Linked DNA regions of Danio rerio: regions 2 and 3 are each linked to region 1. Evidence: chromatin contacts called from public HiCAR-type and Micro-C data. All regions are on one chromosome and are shown on one strand. The core of a region is the stretch at or near the end of the contact, and the rest is flanking DNA. Distances in the headings are between cores, read along the strand shown.

The links. A called contact is a pair of places that touch in the nucleus more often than the background predicts. HiCAR-type assays count read pairs that join an accessible place to other places.
Region 2: a Micro-C map of caudal fin shows a contact between it and region 1, with 3 times the contacts expected there. The contact joins the promoter of mfge8a here to the promoter of si:ch211-288d18.1 in region 1. A contact is called at or near these places in 1 of 18 Hi-C or Micro-C datasets (caudal fin) and 1 of 4 datasets of contacts at active chromatin or transcription factors (embryo).
Region 3: a HiCAR-type map of caudal fin shows a contact between it and region 1, with 6 times the contacts expected there. The contact joins the promoter of igf2a here to the promoter of si:ch211-288d18.1 in region 1. A contact is called at or near these places in 1 of 18 Hi-C or Micro-C datasets (caudal fin) and 1 of 4 datasets of contacts at active chromatin or transcription factors (caudal fin).

What each region holds. Positions count from the first base shown.
Region 1 is chr7:50,834,836-50,839,473 of GRCz12tu, reverse strand. si:ch211-288d18.1 reads right to left here and starts at 1,990. Exons shown (of 14, transcript XM_681604.8): 1 at 1,807-1,990.
Region 2 is chr7:50,640,494-50,645,131 of GRCz12tu, reverse strand. It overlaps mfge8a (milk fat globule EGF and factor V/VIII domain containing a), which reads left to right and starts at 2,201. Exons shown (of 10, transcript NM_001014299.2): 1 at 2,201-2,684. The coding sequence starts at 2,606. It overlaps cpt1aa (carnitine palmitoyltransferase 1Aa (liver)), which reads right to left and starts at 963. Exons shown (of 18, transcript NM_001044854.1): 1 at 823-963; 2 at 561-703. The coding sequence starts at 963.
Region 3 is chr7:50,706,081-50,710,718 of GRCz12tu, reverse strand. igf2a (insulin-like growth factor 2a) reads right to left here and starts at 2,471. Exons shown (of 4, transcript NM_131433.1): 1 at 2,291-2,471; 2 at 1,840-1,972; 3 at 959-1,134. The coding sequence starts at 2,350.

The DNA.
Region 1 (4,638 bases), core at 741-3,240:
ATTTCCTCCATGTCTTTAAAATATGACAGTTTATTTTACCCCAGTATTTTCAATAGAGTTTCTGTGCTTGCCTGCTGGTATTGACGGCAATTCGTTGTTCATCTCGTTTTATTTCTGAACAACTAAATGAACACTTAAGTCTATCTAACTGAATGTACTTTAATTACAACACTGATGCTGTAAAAGGAACCTTATGACATTGAAAATAGTCACATTAAGCTTTAACCGAAAGTTTATCATTGGCTGAAAAACACTAGCTGTGCATATACCCCACTGGGATGGTACCATTTTCAAAGGTTTATATTTGGGCCTTTTTATCAGTAAAATGCATATGCTCTTAGTACCGTACAAATGTATTATATCTAAAGCCATTTATTAAGTGATGTCCCGGTGAAAGATTTTGTCCCTTTCACCTCTAAATATTCTCTAAATTCTCCAAACATATGAGCAGACATTTTTACGGCTCTCTTATACGGTACAGGAGAAACCAGGATAAGCACAAGAACTGTTTAGATGAACAATACAGCAAAAGCCTCCCTGTTTTTTATGAATTACTAAGGACCACGGTTTAGCCTAAAAATATATTGTTATTTTTTGCTATTGCTTTAAGGCAATTCGCACTCTACATCTAGGAATTCAAAGTGGTACTGTGTTTACTGTTAAAGAATGCAAATGTATGTACTATTTATTCCATTTCAGCATTCATATCGCAATGTGATCATTCGTAATAGTCACATCATCATGAGCATACGCAATGTTGAGTCTGGATTTTAATTAATTATTTTGCAGAAAAGTGTTTTTGTCCTTTGACAAACTGATAACAATTGAATTGTTTATAAAACAAAGACATGCAGTATTATTTTACATTTGATTATTACATTTCTGTATACCTGAATACAGTTTGACTCATTGGAAAACAACCAAACGCTGTTTATTTAATTTGTATTTTTTTTTTTAATTGAATGTATCTACGCTTGTAGATTGTTTCTTATATTTTATGCATAAGTACTCCCCTACAGAATCTTCCCAATCAATTATTGAATCTCAATTCTTCCAAAATTCTTTCAAATAGTTATTCAACTAATCTAGTGAAATTGTATTCATATTGCAATGTAAATCGCAAAATAAAAAATAAAAAATATTGCAATGTTATCATGCAATCCTAGTATGAAAGGTTTGTTCATTTACTACTTATTTAAAATCATGAAAACACAAAAGTGCCCCCTAATACCTACAAAGCATAATTACAAGTTTTATCATAATATGCAGATTATATAGGAATACTCTAATATTGCAACATAAGTGAACCACAAGGACTAAATCAAAAATAGTCAAGTAAATGGTGCATGTAAACACAGCCAGTGAAAATGAGGTCTGTTTTTATAAATGCAGACACAAAGGGATGCCTCATATGTGTCTGGAATATCAATATTTAAAAATCCAATTTTAAATCCGCTAAAAGTGAATGTGGCTGCTTTCTTTTGTGTCTTGTCATCATCATGGCTCAAACTACCAATTACGTATAGCTTATTTTCAATGACAAGACACCAACACACACAAAAAAACGAATGCTGCTAAATGTGGTGTATTTGCTATACACCAGCAAAAATGTATATATTACGATGAGAATACTTTACAATGGCACGTTGTTTTTGGCGTTGCAATGCTTTCTATAGCTATAATGGGTATTGCATAATATCTCTGTTATGGTATGCAACATTCAAGAGCAGCAAGAATAAATAGCGAAGCAGATGCCATGATGGCGAAATCATAAATAAAATGGCCATAACGAGAAAAAAATATTACCGTTTATTGGGAAGACTCTTCATTCCTTCGTCGCTGAAAACAAGGAAGGTAAAGCGAAGCGAATAGCTAAAATCCAGTGGCGAATACAATAGCTGCATGTAAGGCGCTGAGAGGAGCGCAGAGGAGAGCAGCACGTCAGAGCGCGCGCACGCACACCAGCAGCCTGTACAGTTCAATCCTGACTGGCAGCTGCTCACGTGACCTGCCAGGGAAATATTCCAACCGCTACAGGCAGGCCAAGTCACGTGACCAGCTGCCAACTATGGAAATTATGATTTACCATAGCAATCAAGTGGGCAATGGCATACGCTTCTCAGTGTAAGAGAATATGCAAAATATATCGGTAGTTTGGTGTGGCCAGCCTTGTGCCTTAAAGCAATAGTTCACTCCCAAAAAATGATAAAGTTTGAAAACCTTTTTGAGTTTCTTTCTTCTGTTGAACATTAAAGAATTTATTTTGAAGCTGTTAGTTCTCCCAAAAATGAAAATGTAATCTTCATTTACACACATTTATGAGATGTTTCTGTTCAACATGGATGCAGATATTTAATACTATGAAAGTAAATGATTTCTTCAGACTATATTCTTTTGTGCCTTTAAGAGAATAAAAAACATCAAAAATAGTTTGGAACAAGGGGTGAATAAAGATGACAGTATTCTTATTTTGGAGTGAACTATATCCATTTAAACAACAGTTATGTCTGGATCTTTCAGATTACCTGATAGCCGCGATATTCTGCCACTCGTCTAGCCTCTTCACCCTTGTGTATTACTCCGCCTACATTCAACAAGAAGTACACTCCACAGTTTGACAAATATTGCTGCTGTTGGACAACATAATGTACTTTTGAGGCTTTTCAGTCGAGAATGTAGTTGTTTAGATTCCAACTATGCAGTTTATTTATAAGGACAGTGCCTATTTCAAAATATTTATAATTTCTGAGAGCGTCAGTAGCCATTAGCCTAGTATTGAGCGGAGAAAAGATGTTCTTCATCCACAAGATGGCGACAGAGAAGGCATAATAAGTTCTTAGCTGATTAAAACAACATAATTTCTGACTACAGCTGATCAAAACATTATTAAACAGGTAAGTGATATTTTAAATCAATCTCTATTTTTTATGTTGTAGTGCTCTATTTCAATTGTAGTGTATTGACTGTGAGATGTGACTCACATATCAGTAATGTATTTTGTGTTGGCCACTCTTTGTATAACCCTTAGTTACTTTTTGTTTGGCCATCTATGTCTCCTGTTTTCGTTACTTCAGACTAGTTTAGTAAACAGAAAGAAAAAAATAAATGCTGCATGTGTTTAACATTTTCCTTATCGCTAACACAAAAGTAAGCTGGTAGTGAGTGCAATGCTTTTTCGGGGTTAATTACAGTTTTTTTCAGTCGCTTTGGTGCATTTCTTACAACTGGTCCTGACACCATTGTTTATGAAGATAGCCAGATGGCTTTGTCATGTTTTTATTATGATGTAAGTTACATTTCTTCAATGCAAAAAATATTTTGTTGACACATCCTGAAAATGCTCAAGACAGCACTACTATTAGTACAGTCATTTGAAAACTACAGTAAATTTAGACATCACTGCATTTAGTGAGGTAGTATAAGACACTGAATATGTATGTTTCACATTTTTACTGCATTCACTCTTTACAATCCTAATTTATTCACAGCATTGTTCAAAAGAATAAATACAACCTTATTTACAACAAACAGAAACTTCCTTTGAGCAGAGCTGTGCACAATTGTAAAAAATATTGCAGTACATATTGCAACTGAACCTACAACATACACAGGTCTGTAAATCATTCATGAAATTTAGAAGACATTTTCATGAAAAAAAAGATTTCAAATGTTTTTTAAATTTGCTTGATAGATTTTGACAACTAGTTCGTCATTTTTGTATGTAATAACTCAAGTAATGAAATGAAGACTATTAGTTTTAAATGGAATGACTATTCAGCATTCACAAGTTTAGTTCATTTAGACTGACATGACATAAGCAAATGATAATGTTAGAAAACAACAGAGAGTTGTATGAAAGCAGTTGATGCATGTTCAAAAGCATTTGCAGTTTGTTGGAAGGAATGAGAAACCGCTACTATGATGTGCACAAATGACTAATTGTTTTGAGAAATGCATTAAGTGTTGTGCAAATGTAAATAGTGTTGTGAGAAATGCACCAAAGCCACTGAGAAACACAGTTTTGTGTTAACCAGATCGCAACAGAGAAATACTGGAAAATCTCTGTAGACTGATGGCATTTCATGCCTTTCAGCTTTATAATCTTAAAATGTCAGCAAAATCACCAGTTTTTTTCATCACTTTAGACATTAGACATTTTCTATTTTAGATACATGATTATGCCGTCAAACTGTTGTATAAACGGAATATCACACTGGTATCAATGCACGCCTTACACCAGTGCCGATATACAGCCTCATTGCACTATATATATATTAATTTATTTATTTATTAATTTTCCTTCGGCTTAGTCCCTTTATTCATCAGGGGTCACCACAGTGGAATGAAGCGCCAACTTATCCAGCATATGTTTTATTTGCGGATGACCTTCCAGCTGCAACCCAGTACTGAACACCCATACACTCTTATTCATTCATACACACACACAACCAACTGACCCAGCCAGAACTTGAACCAGCAACCTTCTTGCTGTGAGGCAGCTGTGCTAATTACTGAGCCACCGTGACGCCATCAAAAACAATATTCATTCATTCATTCATTCATTCATTCATTCATTCATTTTCTTTTCAGCTCAGTCCCCTACAAATTGTTAGAATCCTCTGTCTTTTATATGGGACA
Region 2 (4,638 bases), core at 952-3,451, 190 kb after region 1:
CCTCCTCAAAAAAATTCATACAAAAACAAGCATAAAATCATACAACTCAATGATAGAATGCAACCTTGATCACTGTCAGCCATAGATTTAAGCGTGTATTACACACATTTTATGTTAAATTTAATGCAAATGTGACAGGACTGACAGAAAAATGGGGACAACTGTACATTTATTTGTACTAAATATATTTGTAGAATGTCTTTACAATTTCATGTTTTTATTCAATTGATGTAAACGATAACAACTTAAACCTATTTCAGTTTTTTTTTTCTTCTAAATAACAGCTTTTAGCATAATAAAAGTATTAAAGCTGTAGGTTCAATTGGGCTGAGGACAATGACAAGGTTTGTAAATTTGTAAAGTGTTTTTATTAAAGAACAAATATCTGAGAACCAAATGAATGACATATTCCTTTACAGATCAACTCACAGAAATCAACCATTAGGTCATCTTAGACATTTTGTGATGAAATACTTTTTATTTATTGTATTTACGTTTTTATTTTAGGGTAAGATAATGTACGTTTCTGGTAGAATGTCCCACATATGAAACACACTTACCTGATCGGGACATAATTGCCAAGTTTGAAGAGCAGGCCTAAGGATGGGTCCACTTTTAAATATTGTGCCCTTCCAAGGTACCCTGCCAACACCAGCACGAACCCTGGTGCGCTTCCTGGATATACCCCATTCAAAATGCCATTCTGTAGAAATGCAACAATCGAAAAACAACAGTAAAATCTCCTAGACCGGTTTTAATACACCAAATTAGTCTTGAGAAGACTTTCAATGAAGAATCATGTAAGAAACACCATCAGGGTACCTTAAATCGGATAAATTTCTTCTTCCAGGAGTGTATTCCTGAGAGATAGACTTGCCGAAGAGCCTCATGGCTGAGCTGAAGGTCAATGCCATCCGGGCCGACGGTGAACTGAAAGGCCACAGCCTGATGAGCTTCTGCCATACTGAATCAAAAAATCTGCAAACGTACAAAATTCTTCAGTAAAGGATACAACAAGTGACCAACTTAAACATACAAAATATAACTTTCTACTTCACGTTATTTGGACAAATCTTATTTAGACAAATCTTATGACTCCAATGACTTCTGTATAAGCTATAGCCTGCCCTTTTACTCACTAATAAAATAACAACTCCAAGCTAATATTCAGTTACCTGCTTGGTTTCATGCTTAACTCATATTAATATTTAACTTCACAAATTAAAGCAAAGTCAGTAATATTAACACCCCTAGCATGGTTGAGAACTCAACACTGGCTGACCCATTCAAGTTCATACTCAAATCACTTCGAGTGATTACATGTTAAATAGACCAATATCCATTTGTTAGTTAGATATTAAAAGAACATCTTTTAACCTAGAAAGTGGAAGATCTAATTGCACATAGCGATGCATACAGACCTGATGATGTGGCCGTCTGTTCTTCTTCAAACACTATATTACACGAATTGTATCACGTGATTTAGCGATGGCAAACAGATGAGAATGCTATAGTAAATGAAGCGTAAACGTCTTTGGTTCTAGCCTTGCTGAACACAGACCCGATCTAGATTTGTTATCTGCATCACTGTGTTTACTCAGTGAGCTACGGCTAACCCAGCGCACTGTTATTTACGTCCACGATGACGAATTTATCTATGTCAAACTGCCATATGCCCGACTTACCGCCTTTTGATTGTAGTTACTTATTATTCTCCCGACCTTTCCTAAAATCTCGATCAGATTAACGGTGCGATGGGACATGCATTCGATCAAATGGCACGATGAATCCAGATTAAGATAGCAGCGTGTCTTTTTCCTCCCGGCTGGTACTTTAACAACAGCACACTAGACAAATATAGCCCGCCCACTTTCTAGTGACCATATGACTATAATATGTTGGTTGTAAAATTATGTAGGTGAGCTTTTGATATTTTGCTTTAAATAATTACTTTAATGTGATGGTGATGATAGTATCTACTACAGTAGCTTTGCAGCTAATTACACACTAAGTAATGACCTTCATCATCTTAGCACGTTCTTTGAGAAACAGCAAAAGCAACCAATTAAAGCGCGTAAAAGCATCATCACGTGCCCCGCAGAACTCCCAACACGGAAGTGAACGCGGAATGAGCGTTCTGCCTGCGGCGGTGTGAATGTATTTAATGACCCTATTTAAAAGCTACAAACGCAAAACAAAGACTGTTTACAGCTGCATGCGTTGACATGCTTACTAGTGGCTTTCAATGGAGGATGAATTATGGGATTACTGAACCAACGAATATCCGGAGGTTCAGTAATGCAACGTTAATCTAAAATGACTGCACACAGTATTACACAATGTAGTGGAGACCCCTCTTGAATAGTTTTAACAACACCATACCATGTAAACGCATCCACATAATATAATGAATCTGTCAGTTTCAGCATTTTAAAGCGCATCCAGTCGACATGGGTCTGTTGATCTTGAGTTTAAGCCGTGCACGTGCACAGTGCGCGCGCCCTGTACTTGAACTGCTCCACGTTTGAGGATGACGTCGTGAGACCTAGCGGTAAAGAAAACGCTCCGGGACTTGAGAAACACAAACAGACAGTAGAGCACCAATATGAAGAGCCAGAGCTTCACTCGCTCCTGTATAGTAGTGTTCGTCAGTTTAGTCATTTGCAGCATTTGTACAGTGAATGGTGAGTAAATCACACTTCAAATAGGCTACATTTCCAGTGCTTTTATATGTAATGCTTTTTTTCATGGCAAACCTTGTTAAATGCATTGAATGTCTCTGATTCAGTGTTGTTGAATAGTTTAAAGTTTAACAATGTTTATGGTTAGTATATCAGTAATAGCCTCTTACTGTTTTACTAGCCTAGGTATAGTGTTGGTATATTTGATATAACGTTGTACAATACAGCAAACAAAAAATAAATTACATTTACAAGTAAATGACTTCAGTAGTAGATGTTTTTCTTATTATGAGGAGTTATTTGTTCAATGTTAAGGAACATTTCACATATACTGTGTGTGTTTTGCCTGCAATTCATCATGTATTACACTAAGTCATGGTTCAGATTTGTTTGGATAACAAAAGCCATCTGTAATTTTAACTATTGATAGCTAATTGTTTAGCATGATCTTAATTAGTATAATACATTAATCTATAACTAGGTTTTAACATCCTTTTGTCTATAATGTAATTACAATTTAGTAACCACTGTTTTTGGTGTATTACCATTAGCATAAATGCAATTTTATTACAAATATTTTGCCATGCTAGTGTCGAGAAACCTTAATTAGGTTGTGACTACCATTGTTTAACTACATTTATTTTAGTCATTTGCAGCATTTGTACAGCGAATGGTGAGTAAATCACACTTAAAATTGGCTACATTTTCAGTGCTTTAATATGTAATGCTCATTTTCATGTTAAATCTTGCTAAATGTATTGAGTGTCACTGCTTCAGTGTTGTTAAATAGTTTCAAGTTTAAAAATGGTTCTGGTTAGTATATTATTAATAGCCTACTTATAATCCTTCTTTTATTCATGTGTTGGTATATTTGGTATAACGTTGTACAAAACAACAAACAAAAAGGAAATTACATTTCAAGTAAATTACTTCTATAGCAGAGGTTTCTTATCGTGAGGAGTTTCCAACACGTATTTTTCAGGTATTGCAAAATCATGTTTGAGCCTTGTTTGGATAACAAAAGCCATCAGTCTTTTTAAAAGAACATAACTATTGATAACTAATTGTTTAGCATGATCCTAATTAGTTTAATAAATTAATCTATATTTATGATTTAACATCCTTTTGTTGCAAACATTATAGTGTAATTTCCATTTAGTACCACTATTTTTGGTGTATTACCCTTAGCATAAATACAGTTTCACTACAAATAGCTTGGTTTTGCCATGTTAGTGTACTGTAGAGAAACCACAGTTGAATTGTGGCTACCATTGTTTAACTACATTTTGTACATGTTTTCATATTGGCAGAAACACTGGTTATTTTTTAGGGTTGTGTCAAATGTGATGTAGAATAATATAATATAAAGTTGTTCTCAATAAATGATCCAGATAAAAGGTGTGCAGATCATTGTTAAGACCAAACAAAGCAACTGCAACGATGTGGAAAACAATTTGCACAACATAGGGTCATATGACTCACACAATTCTGGGACATAAATCTGTTCAGAATTGTATAAGAAAGTGCCTTTAATTTCTCACCCAAAAGCTCATTTAAGGAACTAAACCTCTACATGTAATCTTAAGGAGCTCACGTGGTAAACAAGCCACAAATCTCTCAGCTTCTCAAGAAGCACGTTGTGTAACAGTTCACATCTTTGAGAGTATGTTCATGAACATTTTGTGTTCCTACATTCTCTTCATGCCTTTCTTCATCCTAGCATGTTGGTCAGCCAGAATGAAGCACAATGAATACTGATGCTTCCCAAACAGAGCATGAGACGAATTTAATTAGGCCGCTGTTTTTGTTTTGTTCTAATTGCTAAGGATGTTTTTTTGTGCTTCCCTCACTCAGTACTTACAGATAGAGGCATACTGAAAACCAAACCTTTCATGTTCACTTATCTTGAAGTATCATAGAATATTTCATGTTCTTGGAAAGTATACATCTGCTTATG
Region 3 (4,638 bases), core at 1,222-3,721, 130 kb after region 1:
AAAGAAATCTCTTCTTCAGTTGATCTCTGATCTCTTTTTCAGTTGTAGCCATGGTGACTCGTAATATGTGCGCCCCATTGATGATGTCTTTTTATAGTCGTGTGTGCGCTTAACTCTGAATTGGTCTACTCAGACTTGACTGACCTAACTCAGATCAGCTGTTCTGAAACCAAAAACTCTTAAGTTTTTAACCTCTCTGTAAGTCAACTCAGAGTTCAAGTTTAAACTCTGAGTTGGTTGAACCTCCTTACTGAAACAGGCCCAGTAACTTTAAACTGTTTTGATGATTTATGATTTTATTTGTTAACAAGTCAAAAATATTACAAGAGTATATATTCTAATTTTAGGGTAGTTCATTTAAAGGTAACAATTGTATATCACCATCTTTACCAGCACAGAACAAAAAATGATTCTTTGTTGAACGATATCCAAATATGCAAATACACTATTCTCGAGTGGTGGTGACTATTGTGTTGTTATTGGGTTGTTTGTTTTTTGTTATTTTCAAATCCAAGCCTTGGCCAGCTGGCCAACTGTCTTGCCAACGCTTGACATATTTCCATGCCAAGAGCACATGGCACAAAAATTAGCCAGAATGCGGCACAACACTTGTACTTGTTTTGGTGCTTGGAATAATGACATCATTGTGCATGCTGTCCAGTGGAGTTTTATGGTGTTACCATGGCCTTTTGTTTGTGCAACTAACTATCTCCCTCAGTGCTGTTCCTACATCATCTTTAATGCAGTCTATAAAGATTTCTGATGATCTGTGCCGCTTTCCTCATCGCTCAGCGATTCTGAGAGTGGAGACATGGTTAATATTGATTTTGGCATGATAAAAACAGGCTGCGTGTCTGACTAGCCTGTCTAGTCTGAGTCTGTGTTTGTGGGTTCAGCAAAATCATTGTGCTGGGCTTTTCGGTGGAGGGGGGAGGGGGAGATAAGCAGCTTCATGTACCTTGTGAAGAGCCTGTGACACTGGGAAGACCTGCAGCGAGGAGGAGGAAACATCTCGCTCCGACTTCACCGGCTTGGCACAGTACTGCTGCAGCAGATGCAGCTCACAGCTCCGAAAGCAGCATTCCTCCACTATTCCTCTCTGAGGACGGCGGCTGTTTGATCTGTTCGGCCTGCCTGGGTGGGGGAAGAGAAGGTAAGCGATCAACTCCGGGGTTCCCCTGGAAAGCTACCAACGCTACCAATTCACACCCTATTGTTTATATTTCACCAAATCCCACATGTGGCTGCTGGCATGTTCCTAAGATTTCTGAAATCGGAGACAGCATCAACAGATTCCTTTCTTTCGTGCCTGTTGTTTGTGATTCCCTTTTTAGTTTGGACGCCAACGGATTTGATTAGGACTTTGAAATGTCGCAAAGAACAGAAAAAGCAAATATTGTTCTATGTTCCCAGGGATGTGTGAATAGCTAGCAAAACGGATCTTTTAACCTTGCCGTTTGCTTACTAAACATAGATAAAAGATAAAGAACAGCAGGAGAGGTACAAAAGGGGGAAGTCCACCGTCATCTGATAGGAATACAGAGGATGAGGGAAAGAAAAAGAGAGAGAGGAATCTTTTGCAAACAAGCAGACACTAATTCAAATCCAGTCCACCCAAGACGAATACATTAACAGCACTGTTAACTGCACTAATGGCTTGCATTGAGAACTCAATAAAGGGGACGTTTCCTCATTAATACACTAATTGTGAGTCAATAGTGCTCATGTACATATACAATAAGCCATTTGAAAGACAGCTCGGCTTAAACCTACAACTGCAAGACAAATGGCTATGTAAATGTTTACATTTCTTGACAGCCAGCAGAGAGATACACTTACTGATATAAAAGCCATCTTCTCCACACACGAACTGCAGTGTATCCACTAGTTCTCCGCCACAGAGAGTCTCCCCCGCCGTTACGTTGGATATCAACATGGACAATGACAGAACGAAGACTATCAGTGAGCGCATCTGTGAAATGAAAACAAATTTCAGTGAGTCCCTTCAGAAATCCGCTGCTTAAACAGATGTTCCTGATGTGATTGTGCTGATTTTAATCACAAAAGCAAAGATACAAGACAGCACAAAGTACTGAGGAGACGCGGTAATTATCCTTATCAATGGTACAATCAAGTGGCTGCACTTAAACCCCTCAAAGTCTCCAACTGAGGATGATTCTCCAAACTTTCCCCAAAGTTTTACATTAATGCTCAACATCACACTTTAAATAGTCACGACTATGCAATTATTAAAACGTGCTGAATGCAAGTCAATATCACTTTCTCTTACCGTTGTTCGTGTTTCCTCCGTTTTTCGGCAAGATGCACAGAATACATGGTAATCATCCATGGCAGGCGGTTTGTGGAAAGCGACGTTTACTTTCTGTTGTACTAACAAGGTGCTTTGTTTAATTTCCAGTCTGTTGCATATCTCTGAGTGATGCTTGTGGCTGTCTCAAAGTTCAGAGGACAGGCAAAGAATATGTAGTGAGAGGAAATTTATACTAACACCCGCCCCTCGCCCCCCTTACCCAGTAGCGATGTCCGATTGGTGAACGAGTGGTTCTTTTGAGTCGGATCTTTTTTTTCTCTCTCTCTCTCTTCATTTTTTTTCCGTGAACCGCTTAAACCCAGCCAGAAAAAATAATAATCGTTGAACGAGAACTTCTATGACACTCACAATTTTATCCAGCCTACTATTTATCTATAAATTACTTTGATCAAGAAAGATTTGAAACAATTACAAACACCTTATAGAAAATAGAAAACAGATACAATACAAGCAGTAAATATAAGTCTTTCTACTCGTTCTCTGAAAGGTCCAATTCGGGGAAATGATTTTACAATCTAGCCAATTGTTTATTATCAATAATAATAATAATAATAATAATAATAATAATAATAAAGTAGATTCGGACACATTTGTCCTTAGACGTAATGAAGAAAAACATCCTCATTTATACGAATTATCATCATCATCATTATTATTATTATACAGTAATAATTATTAAAATAATAATAAATAATAAATAAATAATATTTTAAAATAATAATTGATAAAAAGTATTATACAGTATGTCAAAAGTTTGAAAACTGCAAAATTAGTTAGTCTCTTCTGCTCACAATGCTGTTTTTGCTAAATAAATACATAAAGAAATACATAAAGAAATTTTAATAACATATATGTGTAAGTAGGCTTTAATTTAAAATTCAATTAATTTATGTTTTTATTGCATCTATAATGAAACAAATTGCGCAGCACTGACGAGCAGAAAAGCGCTTAAAACATTAGGCAAAACCAAAGCTTTGACCTGCAGTGCAGTTTAACTGCTGCGGGTTTTCTGCTCGTCTTATTCGAACATCCTGAAACACAGACAAACAGCAATATGAGCCGATTTGATCCAGATTATGCAGAAATATTGTGAAAGTGCAGCGCTCACTGCTGGTTTGTGCTTGAATGCGCACTCAGCTGATGAGTACCTGCTCGCCAATGACGACGCGCATTCTTAGTCAAATAGCCCCAGCTTTAAAATACCTTTTGGCAACAGGTCAGCCCGAGGAATTTTAATTGACGGTACATTCTTCCAGCTTCTCACCATAACAAAGGGGGTTGCAATCGCATTCCAGTGAATGCAGACAGACACCGTGCTGAAATTTCACCCTCACACGACAACTGTGGTGACCCATTGTGTGCGCGCGCGCGCCCGCTCATGTGAAACCAGACAGGGATTTAGCCTCGCGTTAAAAAGCAGCCCAGTTCTTTTTTAGATGGATCACGACGATCACGTATTCAACACAAAAATAATAAAAATAAAATATTATTTAACAAAACACGCTAATGTATATAGGCTACATAAATAATAAAACGCCAGACTGAAAAGGTGTAATAAATTGTTATGGAAATGAATGAACACTCAACATGTCCTGACATGCCTAAAAGTGCACATAATGCAGCTTTAGCAAAACACACTCTCAATTGTCTGTCTGAAACAACAGCCAGTGTCATGCAAAGGTCTTCTAGTGGAGGCAGAAGAAGCAATTGGACATTATTGGCAATCCTAATATTGCGACAAAATAAACATGGATAATGGTTTCAATTAATTTAGCGACTCTTCTCATTTAACTTTCATGAAATGCTACACTTGCACTACTTCTGTGATAATGTAGCCTAGATAGAAGAAAGCTTACACATAATTTGTGTACACTAATGTTAGTGTAAAAAACGTGTGAAGGATGTCTTGAAGTTCATGATAAGTTCACTATGGCTCGCTCTAGTGGTATAAAGTGATAAAAGCTATACTGACTATGAGATTTAACTTGATTAAAGCATTGAATGAACTAAATAAAGAATGTATAAACTACTTAAGCTATCTAAATGTTATGTGTGGCTAGTATGGCAATTTGAGCCATTTAGTTTGGCTCCTGCTGTTTTTGACATGTCTGGCCATCTTTGCCAGCAAGAAGCTGTTCAGGCCTCTATTTGCATTCCTCATGTAACCCAGTCACTCTCTGATCTTTACACCGTCTTAAATTCACAAGCCTATTAAACAGTAACGTTTAAATAAACTTTCATTGCATAGCATGAGAATATATAACATGTTTTGTTGTGTTTTTTTAAAGCAATCTAAGAAAATGTAG